Linked DNA regions of Hordeum vulgare: region 1 is linked to region 2. A link is a contact called in public HiChIP or PLAC-seq data. All regions are on one chromosome and are shown on one strand. The core of a region is the stretch at or near the end of the contact, and the rest is flanking DNA. Distances in the headings are between cores, read along the strand shown. Region 1 holds the start of LOC123397754 (transcription factor MYB44-like). Region 2 holds the start of LOC123452430.

Region 1 (6,121 bases), core at 1,211-3,710, 580 kb before region 2:
TAAGCGATGTACCAAATCTCTAAATACACCACTAGACATGCCACGAGTACTCAAGACGACGCCTTCAAAAAGGATAACGAAGTCACCATCCGATCCGAGGAACCGGATCAGGGGTTTTCCTGGATAATCGAAAGGGGCACAGAGAAAGTCCATACACGTGTCTTCGCTGCCGAGCAGTATTTGATAGGCTTGGATTTTTTAAAACATAATAGTTGATGTGCAGCGGCCAAGGAATATCTCCTTATAGTCTATTTGTGAGAAGATTCGTGGTGATTTTGATGACAGAGGTGAAAGAGCAGATTTGAAATTCTGCCTTTTCATACTGCCTGTTTTATAGTTCCCGGCGTAACCCTCGAGCTCCTGTGTGCTCCTCAACGTAATCCGACGGGAACTAGCAAAAATGAAATAATAAAACAGTAAGAGAATGATTGACATAGCACGACTTCCGCGCCAGAAAAAGAAGGCGGTAGGAGGAAAAGAAAGGTTAAGCATACATTTCTCGTTGTGGTTGAGATGAAATTGTCGCTAGCATTGCTTCCATGCAACGTCGATGTGACTGGCGAGGTGCAGCCACAGCCATGGGTCCATGAGGAACAAACGCAGAGAGACAAAAATATGATGGCACTCCTACTTGCGTTGATTATTATTAGGATTTGATAGGGGGAGTCTGGATTTGACGCGGTTTGGCTTGGGCTTGGGCTTGGGCTAGCTGCCAAAACCGGAAAGCTTGTGTATCACCTTAATAGTAGTGGTACTATAGCCATAGCTGTTTTTGTTAGGCTTAAGATTAAGATGTGGAATTGGAGACGGTCATTGCGCGGGGCGGTTGGTGCAGGCTGGGCTTTCAGATGTTTGGAATAGGATGGAGACGCGCGACAAGTTGGTTGACGCAGCTATCCCGGGCGTTTGTTCGTTAGTATTAATCGGAGCATCGCTCTAGCCTGTGTGTGTGTGTGACGCACAAGGAAGGAAGCACGGCACAGCACAGGCGCGCTATAAGCTAGTATAGCTGAGACGTGAGACCCGTCACCGACCCAGAGAAGAGAAGAGGAGGAATGAAGGTTGCGGCCCGTCGATCATGGCGGTGCTTTTCAGCTGCTGTTAGTTGCGGCGTGCCGTCCTGGTAGTTAGTCGGGCTCTCCTCTATTCTCCCTCAGGCCGGTAGAAGTGTAACGCAAACGAAACGAAAGGAAAGGAGAGGGAGGAAGAAGAGCGGTCGTGGTCGGATCGCGGGAGGAGGAGACGTCTCGATCCCTCGGACGGGGACACGCGCGGGCAGCAACCAACCGCATGCAGATTGGACGCAAGCAAGCCCGCCCGCCCTCCACTCACCGGCAACGGGTGGTTCCTTCGTACACATCCGTTTCCGATAGATCGAAACAAAACCGTTTCCGGAACACGGCTTGCACGGCGCTGCGTCCGTCATCAACGACGGACGCCCTACCACGTCCATGCACCCCGGTTTTAAATTTGCCGGGTTTGTTTTGTTTCGGAGCAGTCGGTTGCAGTTCAGTGGAGCGGACTGGGGGTGGGGTGGGGTGGGCCACCGATCCCAATCCCGCGACCACGCCTCCTCAACTCCCAACGGCCACGACGACTCACCAGCAGCGTCGCACCGTTCCAACACCAATTCCCTTTTCCTTCCTTCCTCTATTTGCCTGTCATCACGTCCCAAAAGAAAGGAAGAAAGATAAAAAGACAGCGAAATACCAGCAGGAACCGGTAGCTCGTTATATGCCTCAGACGTTACCGTAGGATATCTGGCATGGTATCTGAACTGAACGAATTACCACTGCCAGGCTAGATATGTACTCTGCTCTACGTAGCACTCCGCATAATCAGGTTATTAAGTGGTACGTAGCAAAAAAGACAAGGCATTTTCCTGTGCGAAAGGTGCGCCACACGCGTGTGCGTGTGGAAATGACGCGGACGGAGACGGTTTTGCTTGCGACGCATGGCATGCATGGAGACGGCGCGGGATTCAAATTTGTGCTGGGCGAAACAAATCCTCACGTCGCCATACGCGCCGATTAAAAAGCCGAAAATCAGGAAATTCCTACTATCCCCAACAAATACTTACATACTCCTCGGTCACTTGAATCTGTTACTAGAAATAATAGTACCAGAAATGAATATGAATAGCAGAGGTCGTTTCGGTTGGAAGCGATGGCCGGGAAGAGAGATAGATAGATATTATTTTGCGCCTGCCTCCCCATCCCCATCCCTATCCCTATCCATCCGTCCATAACATAACCACACGTAGGCGTTGGAGCAGGAAGAGTCATTTCGGGTTTCAGTTGGGGAGCGTTTATATGGGATGGTAGCGACGCCGCGTGTCCCGGGGCCAGCTGTACCCACGTCCCCCCCTTCCCTCCCCTGCTGGGCTGGAACCCGTTCACCGTCGCCTCCAGTCCCAGGTATATATCCTCCCCCTGCCCCCTCCGCTCCCCTCACTCCATCCTTCCTCTGTCTCCTTCCTTCCTCCCTCCACTTCTCCACCGCACCACCACCACCACATTATTTCGGTAACCCACCACCCGTAGCAGGGAGCGGTTACTACGCACACGTACATCCATCGATCGATCGATCGATCTACGGGCGGCGAGTCATGGCGGCGTGCAGAGGAGGAGGAGGAGGGGGCGGCAAGGACGTGGACCGGATCAAGGGCCCGTGGAGCCCGGAGGAGGACGACGCGCTGCAGCGGCTGGTGGGACGCCACGGGGCGCGCAACTGGTCGCTCATCAGCAAGTCCATCCCGGGGCGGTCCGGCAAGTCGTGCCGCCTCCGGTGGTGCAACCAGCTCTCGCCGCAGGTGGAGCACCGCCCCTTCACCCCCGACGAGGACGACACCATCCTCCGCGCCCACGCAAGGTTCGGCAACAAGTGGGCCACCATCGCCCGCCTGCTCTCCGGCCGCACCGACAACGCCATCAAGAACCACTGGAACTCCACGCTCAAGCGCAAGTACTCCTCATCATCCTCGGCGTCCGCCTCCGCCTCCGCCTCCGCCTCGCCCGGTGATGACGCGGTCGACGACGACCGCCGCCCGCTGAAGCGGACCAGCAGCGACGGGTACCCGGGGCTCTGCTTCAGCCCCGGCAGCCCGTCGGGATCGGACCTCAGCGACTCCAGCCACCAGAGCCTCCCCTCCGTCATGCCGTCCGCCGCCTCGCACCAGCCGCACGTCTACCGCCCGGTTGCGCGGGCCGGCGGGGTGGTCGTGCTCCCGACGGCAACTCCTCAGCCCTCGCCTCCGTCTCCACCGCCGCCGCCCCCTCCTCCTCCTCCGGCGACGTCCCTCTCGCTCTCGCTCTCCCTGCCCGGCTTGGACGCGCCCGAGCCAGCCCCGGTGGCGCAGCCTATGCCCATGCCCATGCCGCCACCTCCTGTTCCTGCTCCTGTACAGCCCGCCGCAGCGCCTCAGATGCCGCCCCCGTCCATGCCGTTCCATCTCCAGCCGCCCCCGCCGCCTCAACCACGCGCGGCGGCGCCCTTCAACGGGGAGTTCCTGTCGATGATGCAGGAGATGATCCGGATCGAAGTCCGGAACTACATGTCCGGCTTCCACCCCCGGTCGCCGACAAGCGCTTGACGACCATGGCCAACATCGAGTACCAGCACGCAAACAAGAAGCAGCATCTCGAGAACAAACCAAGATCAGTCTGCCTGCCTGCTCGACTCAAGAGAAGCAATTAATGAAAGAGGCGGCAAGTGAAGAGGAGAGGCGAAGAAGAAGAAGGCCTGTTTAGATCTTGATCTTGTTTCCCAACAATAATTCCTTAGTTCCATGTGTCTTGATTAGTTTCGTTTTCCTTGCTCGAGATCGATCGATCGATCATGGCAGTTCGTTGGCTGTCGAGAGACTGAGACGGAGAAAACTTCGTGACTAGTGTGCCGAATAAGCTAGGCAGTGCAGAGGCAAACATGTTGCTTGCTGGATAGAGACTTGTTTTTTGTACAGAGGAAAGGGAAAAAGAAATCAAACGAGACGGGGGGAAAAAGGCGAGGCCAAGTTCAGTTCACATGGATGGATGGATCACATCTGATCTGCTTGCTTCTTCAGTTCCGTTTCACTGCTGGCACTCCGGAGTTCCGTTTCACTGCTTGCTTTGGTAGTACAAAGTCGTTTGGTTTCGTTTCCGTGGTGCTGTGCTTTGCTTTGCTAGTCGTACGTAGTAGGTGCACATTTCAGTTTTGGGGTTGTTTTTGTGGTTGGAGTGTCTGGTTTGGGGAGCAGGGGAGAATGGGCGAGCGACGAAACGGAATTATGGTGGGATCGGCAGTGGAGAATGGGCGAGCGACAGCTAACTGACTGCCTCCCTGTTGCGCACCCTCTCTCTCTCTCTGCTTTTTTAATTTTATTTACTGAGGATTGGTATTATTTTGACGTGGGGGCGATTGATGGACGGATGGGAGAGGAGAACGTGTGGGAATGGCGGAAAGGGAGCTTTGAAACGGCAGCTGGCTAGCTTAACAAGGCAACGCAACGCAGCGCAGCGCAAAGTGAAAGTTATCCAGACGACACAACTCACATGACGGACTGACCGCTTGCATTATTGTCCCAGAAAGACGGAGGAACAAGTAAGCTCTGACTGAAGTAGCTGCTGCTGTGCTAAAACTAGTCAAGTTGCAGTTTGTTTCTGGTTTTCAAACCGTCTCCACGCCCGCCCACGACTCTTCCAGCAAGCTACGTCTCCTCCAGAGCCCCCTCTAGTCTAGAATCATGGCACCACCAAATGAACTTGCTGTAATTCCATCGGAACTATATACTTTTTCTCTGTAAACTAGTATAAAACGTCTAGATATAAATATTTTATTCTGAGAATAGTGATTTAAACATTGAAGGCATATTTCTTTACCTCACAACAGGTACAGTAATTTCTTCGTCTGGGTGTATAAGTCGTCCTATGAAAATCAAATAATATAAAAGACTTAAACGTGGTACCTTAACTTTTATCATTTTTTTTATGAATAATAAATCAATCAATAAAGACACGTGCATGTTTTCAATGACTTAGACTAACTAAAACAACATATGTTGATCAATTCATTGCATGTAACAGTATTATATTAATGAACAAATTAACATTAATTTTTGTCGTTTTAATTTTCATTTTTAATTATGATGCATTATTTAAGATGGCTTATACACTGAAACGGGGAAGCATATATTCGGATAAATTGAGCTGATGTCGTTGCTCGTGTCGCGTGTATATATACAATTCCGTTTGTACAGTATCTACCAGCTATATTTGTATGTACCCCGAAACAGTGGCCACTAGTAGTATATCTGCACTGCGATCTGGTGTGTCGGTTTGTTCCGTTGGCGACGTCAGGCTGATGGTTTGTTAATTCGTTGGTTTGTTTGCTGCTGGTTGGTTGGTTACTGGTCAGGCAGGCCCTGGAATTATTATACGCGTGCGTGCATGCACATATGCTACGTCGATTGATTGACTGACTGACTGATTGATGGGTGCGTGCGGTTTGCCTGGCACGAGATATTTCTGGTTAGACGTTGTTTTCGGAGGCAGTTCATCATTTCCGGTCCCGGGCAGCCCTCATCCATCCATCCGATCCGTTCCGTCGAGCCCGACCTGACCTGACCACCTAACACGGGCCAGGAATCAGTATACTAGCGTGCTAATACTGGCATCGGATAGCCATGGTTTTGGCCTGGGAAAGGAGAAAGCTTTGGCCGGAGAAAAAGAAGGCCGTTTTCTGTTAGGGTGTCGTCGGTCAGTCAGCGGTCAGTTCAGGGAAAACAAACCAACATTAATGGTTAACTTGGGAATAGCATTTGGTTGGGTCGTATTCGTATGTGCGGTTGGGGTGGGGGTGTCGACCGACGGACGGACGGCGGCAAAAGGCCGACCACGACGATGTACCGGCCGCCTGCCTGCAACGACCAAACATCGACCGAGTGACGTGAGGCGGTGGGCAACTCTCGTCTTGTGTTTCTTGCTTTGCCCGTCTTTTTGTGCAACTGCACGTTTAGATACTCCGAATGGACGGGATTACTTTGTCACGGAACGGATGACTCGCTTCCAGCTAGCCTTTTTTAATGAATGCACAAAGTTTATGTATCATTTCATTGATAAAAGAAAAGATGAATACTTCCTCC
Region 2 (6,075 bases), core at 389-2,888:
CCCGAGCCGCCCACCGTTGTACATGTCGTCGCCCACACGACCAATAGACATAGCCACCGCCGCCGCCGCCATGGTGTTCACTGGAGAGCTAACCATGCAGACCACCTTCCAGGGTCGCCGCCCCGACATCCATGCCACGAGATATCGTGAACCGCCCGCTTCACATAGCACAAACCATGGCAGGAAAAGCCCAGCATCAGCCACCGAGGCAGGGTCAACGCCACCACCGTAGGGGCGCCAACGCCTGCAATCCCCTCCAATGGACTGGTGGGGGGGCATTACCCAGCGACTGCCGACGGCTATCGTCGAGTAATCAGCTCCGACGATGGTAAGTCTGCGGCCTGAAGCACCGATCCTATTGCCGGGTCAACATTGTCCCAACCACCACCTCCATGGACCTTCACCGACGCCACAACATGAGGACGCCTGCACATCAGAACCACAAGGTCCCACCTTGGCTTGGCCGGAGACGACCCAGAGCCGAGCAATCTGACCCCAAGGTGACACCGCGCCAGAACTCGCACAAGGAGCAACCAAGCCCGAGCAGAAGAACCACGTAAAACTCCTGCCCTGAAGGCAAGTCTGCCTCGCCGGTACACTGCCGGCAACCGCACCCGCAACAGGAGGCTTCCGCCCCAACAAATGGGACCGCTGATGACAGCCGGCAACCCCGGTCGCCGAGCAGTCGCTCCGGTGCCCCCGCTCCCCATCGGCTCCCCAAAGAAGACCCTTCACTGCCGTCCACAGCCAAGGTCACCACCAACCGAACCCTGGCCCGCCTTCACGCCCGCTTGAAGAGCTGCAGCACCACCGCAGGCCGCCAGCGAGACTACCGTAGGTGGCTCACCACGGCCAGCAGGCCCTCGACAAGCCAGCCCAGCACGGACGAGGCGAAGCGCCTCCACCCCCCGCGTCATCCAGATCGGGTCGACCGGGAGCCGGAGCTGCCGCCGCCAACCCTAAAACGCACCACCACCACCGTTCAGCCATCGACGCCACATAGCCGCGACCCCCAGCACCGCCGCCGGTCGCCACCGCCGCGCCGCCGCGTCCTGCACCAGGCCGCGCTCCGGCTTGGCTAGAGCGGCCTGCGCCGAAACCCCCCCCCCCCCACACCACCACCACCACGACGCGAGAGGAAGAGGGTGCCCCGCGCACACCGGCGACGGCGAGGAGAGAAGAGGGAGAGGACAAGGGCCGCGGGCTGGCGGCGGGTAGGGCCCCTCCCCTGCCGCCCGCGGGAGGGGAGGGGAGGAGAAAGCGCCCTGGTGGCCTCGTCGTTAGAAAAGTAGAGGGCGGGAAGAGGGCCTCGTCGTCCCTAACCATGGCCAACGCGAGTGAGGCCGGCTGCTTCCTCTCGTTGCTGCTCCAAGAAGGTGGCCCTCTTCGCCGCCGTCAGCGCTCGAGGAAGGCTTAGTCGTTGCCGCTCAGACCGCAAGACCCCTGCTGCCGCCACTCTGCAGGCTGGCCCCAACCAGCAGGCCATCTCCTCTTCCGAAGCTCTCTACTCCTTTGTCTCCGGTGAGATTTTCTTCCAAAGTTTGTGAGAAGAAAGGTCATCAGGCGGTGAAGGGTGAAGATAAGGTTGAGCGGGAACATACGGGAAACCGGGCCCAGCCAGGATGGGCGACGGTGGGCTTCGTGCTAGGCACCCTTCCGTTTCCATACTTTGAGTTCGTTGTATTACTTCCTCGGTCTTAAAAATAAGACACTTATTTCAAAACGGAGGAAGTATTATTTATGGCTTGACATATATATAGACGAGAAGTAATCACTGTAACGCAGATCAATCTTCCTTAATAATAAAACACGCATCGTTTCTAACGTCCGTCGTGGCATTTTTGCAAAAAACATCCCTGTAGTTTCATCTAATTAACCCGCGGTACGTTTTTAAGTGAGGCTAAACCATTTTTTTCACATTTTACACAAAACCCCCTTACTTTCGTGCTAAATAACCCGCAGTCCAAATTATATTCAGAACGAATCGTTTTTTAAATTTTTTACATACACCCCTCACATATGCGTTAATAACCTCGAAGTCCATTCAGAATAAATATGTATTTTCAAATAACAATATCTTTTAAACCGTAAATCCAATTTAAACATGTTATATATGAAACTTGATTAGAAAAATGTGTAGAGTTTGAATATGTTGTTATTTTACATATTAAATATTTAAAAAAATACTATTTAGGATACAATGCTAATCAATATTTGTCTTTATTTCGTACCGACTATTTGTATTGTAACATGTTAACTTAAGCATCAATATTTGGGAAATGTTATAATCTTTGGACATGATATACTTGCATTAGGTTCTTTCTTTGTACATATTTTATAATCTAAGACCTTACGTACGTGCCTTTTTTTGACAGTATCCACACGCGTTTTTACCAATGGGCTACATTTTTTTATTTTTCTCCCGTTGCAACGCACGGGCATTTGTGCTAGTCAGTAATAAAGATAGTCTTATCCCTACTTCCTCTCTTTTATCTACCTTTTTATGTGATCAACTACAACGCTCGCTACGCTCTGTAACCTTGGGTCAAAATCGTCGGCAGAAATTGCGTAACACATTTTCATCGAGCCTGCGTCAAGCCTACCTCAAGCAGGCTCTCATCAATCCCACGGAGGTATAGGATCAGATCACTTCTTCTTGCAAAAATGAATTCCTTATGTTATCACAATTTCATTTTTGCGATTAGTTTATTCTTCGGATCAAGTTTATCTATGTTGTGGATTTTTCTTGCGAGATCGCGGCCGACTAGATGCCGCTGGCACAATGTTGATCGGTCTTGCACAACGAGAAACTTGTTGATTACACTATAAGGAGACGGTGGTTAGACGTACTCCAGATAAGCACGACACCGCCGCGATGTACTGAATGTACATGCGTCGTGATGTCCCAATGACGCACGATCTGTCTTGTCCTCAATAGCTACACTAACTGTCGGTGTTTACTCACGACATCAGCCATGGCTAGGCTAAACATGAGTGGTGGAAACCGTAAGGACACCGGCGGGCTCCAGGAACGGGACTGGTACAAGCGAGGGATGCATGATGTACCCAGGTTCAGGGCTCTCCGTAGAGATAACACCCCTAGTCCTGCCGGAATGGTTGATGCACCAAAGGGATTATAGTGTGCTCCTTGAGTTGTTCGACGGAGGAGGAAGAAGGAGTTGCCGGCTCGCGTCTACCTCTCCTGTATGGGTGTGTGTGTGAGCAGTTGACCGACCCTCTGCATGGAGGGGGGTCGGGGAGTTTTATAGACAAACCCACCGACCTACAATATGGATAAAAGTACGAAAGAGGGGCCCGCCTAGAAGCCTCGCTGGCTGAGCAAGGGACCCACAGTAGTCTGGTCTTGTCGTTGGAGGGGCCCGCCGGCTGCGAGGTCCCATCTGGCCATGGGATTCGCCGGCGAGCCAATGGAGTTCTCGCGTAAGGCCGACGCAGGACATGTGTAGTACGTCCGGCGTCGTATTGTGAGATTCGTCATGGGTCGTGAGTATGGCCGTCTCCACTATTACCACACCAAGCTTGGTAATGGAGTGGGTGCTGATGGGCCTATACTGTGCTGGTTTGATGGATCGGAGTCGGCCTAGGTCAGCGGCATGGCCGCTGACATTGTATCTGTCGTGCGCCCCAATCTTGTACATGTGCTGACGCGTATCCACCTTTATTCGTAGAGTCTAGTCCCAGCCTAGGTTTGGATGTGACTAGGGCTTCCTAGCCGGCTAGCGGCCTCGCTAGCCGGCCTTGAAGTTGTTGTCCCGCTCCTAGCCGGCAAGCGCTTCCCAGTCGGCCAGGAGGGAGTGTCGTCTCGTCCCTAGCCGGCGAGAGCTCTCTAGCCGGCCAGGAAGGATTGTCGTCTCGCTCCTAGCCATCCGGAGCTTTCCAGACGGCCAAGAAGAGTTGACCGTCTAGAAGAAGCTGATGCTTCCCTTTACTCTTGGATGCAAAAGAGTAGGTTTGATGAGCCTACCTCGAGGTTATCCCCCCGTCAATAGTCCCCGAAGCAGGGGAGGTCCGCCGCCTCAAAGCGGGAGGCCTCGCCGGCTTGAGTTCCTTGCTGATGCTCTTCATAGGTCGCATGTTGCAGGAGGTGCCGGGTCGGAAGCCGGCTGGCTTTCAACAAACGCCTCGGCTTCGCCGCAAGCAGCGTTGTTGCGCCACGTGTCGGGCCCCGGGCCCGACGCTATGATTAACTGTATAGGTGACGGGGCGGAGCCTGCGCCGTGGGTCCCGCCACGACGCCTCCTCGGCCCTCGCGCGCGCGGATCCTCTACGGATTGCTTCTGCAACGATTGGGTTCCGTGGGGCGTAAATGCCCCCCGTAATAATCGGAGGAGGTGGGAGTCATGCGCACCGGATCCCCACCCCACGATCTCTTGTGGGGTTTTAAATGGGATGCGGGGGCGTCGAGGAGGCCATTCGCCCCCTTCTCGCCCCGCACCAATGCCCCTTCCTGCCCTGAGCCAGAGAAAGAAGAGCGCTGCATTGCCTTCACCGCCGCTCGAGCCATCGCCGTCGGTCGTCGCCAGGACCGTCTTAGCCTCCGCCGCCACCCACCATGTCCAAGCGGCGCCCCTAAGAAGGGGCAGTTCCGAGGCGCTTGGGTGGGCAGCGACATCAGCGACGGGAACATCGACGCGCTCCGCCACCGCCGCATGCTGCCTCCAGCAAACCTCATGGCGGCGCGGGTGCCCGGCGCCGAAGCAGCCCCGACCCCCAAGAAGGGTGAGGTGGTAGTGTTCGAGGAACACTTCTACCGCGGCTTTGGCCTTCCAGCGAGTGACTTCTTCGCTCGCTTTCTTACCTTCTTCGGCATGCAGCCGCATCATCTGGCGCCCAACGCCATCCCCATCTTGTCGCCCTCGTTGTCCTATGCTAGGGGTTCATGGGGATTGAACCCCGCTTGGACCTCTGGCAGAAGTTGTTCTTCTTCAAGCAGCAGTCCGTGAAGATGGACAAGGCCGAGGCGGCGGGGCATTCAGGCCCCAAGCCGATGACCCCTTGTGGCACCTCACTGGTGCATCACCGGACGATGTCCGGCTTCTCATAGATGCCGCTGCAGGATTCCGTCAAGATGTGGCTGAAGGGGTTCTTCTATGTGAAGAACGTCGACCCCTCCCGCGAGTACATCAACCTGCCCCCATTCGCCATTGCTCCGTCGACGGCGAAGCTGAACTGGAAGGCGACGCTTTCGAAGCCCATCGTCGAGGTGGCGCAAATATGCGCCCACCTTGATAACTTGAAGATTCGAGGCCTTCTGGCTCGTGACTTTCTTGCCACCATGATATCACGTCGGGTCCTGCCTCTGCAGCGGCGGCCGCATCTGATATGCCAGATGGGCGGCCGGCACGACCCCTGCCGGCTCTCCGCCAAGAATTTTCGAGACGGCGTGATACGTCTCCAACGTATCTATAATTTTTGATGGTTTCATGCTATTATCTTGTCAGACTTTGGATGTTTTGCATGCCTTTTATACATTTTTGGGGACTAACTTATTAACTCAGTGCCAAGTGCCAGTTCCTGTTTTTCCCATGTTTTTGACCCCTTTCACGGGAGATTTTGAAACGGAGTCCAAACGGAATAAAATCCCCGAAAAGAATTTTTCCGTAACGGAAGAAGATCAGGAGACTTGAGAGCCAAGGCAGGGGGCTCAGGGGACCCACAAGCCCTCACCCCGCGGCCAGGGTGGAGGCCGCGACCCACAGGCTTGTGGGCCCCCTGGACGCCCTTTGCCCTAGGGGTTGCGCCTATATATTCCCTAAAAGTCCCAAAAAAATCAGGAGATCATCGAAAGTACTTTTCCGCCGCCGCAAGCTTCTGTCTCCGCAAGATCCCATCTGGGGCACGTTCTGGTGCCCTGCTGGAGGGGGGATTCGGACATGGAGGGCTTCTTCATCAACACCATGACCTCTCCGATGATGCGTGAGTAGTTCACCATAGACCTACGGGTTAGCTAGTAACTAGATGGCTTCTTCTCTCTCTTGGATCTTCAATACAAAGTTCTCCATGATCTTCATGGAGATCTATCCGATGTAATCTTATTTTGCGGTGTGTTTGTCG

What was found. HiChIP or PLAC-seq counts read pairs in DNA pulled down with a chosen protein or histone mark.
Region 1: an H3K4me3 HiChIP or PLAC-seq map of embryo shows a contact between it and region 2, with 6 times the contacts expected there. The contact joins the promoter of LOC123397754 here to the promoter of LOC123452430 in region 2. A contact is called at or near these places in 1 of 6 Hi-C or Micro-C datasets (leaf) and 1 of 1 datasets of contacts at active chromatin or transcription factors (embryo).

The regions. Positions count from the first base shown.
Region 1 is chr5H:345,549,464-345,555,584 of MorexV3_pseudomolecules_assembly, reverse strand. LOC123397754 (transcription factor MYB44-like) reads left to right here and starts at 2,460. Exons shown (of 1, transcript XM_045092290.1): 1 at 2,460-4,022. The coding sequence starts at 2,609. The coding sequence ends at 3,592.
Region 2 is chr5H:344,965,339-344,971,413 of MorexV3_pseudomolecules_assembly, reverse strand. It overlaps LOC123452430, which reads right to left and starts at 1,638. Exons shown (of 6, transcript XM_045129076.1): 1 at 1,324-1,638. The coding sequence starts at 1,486.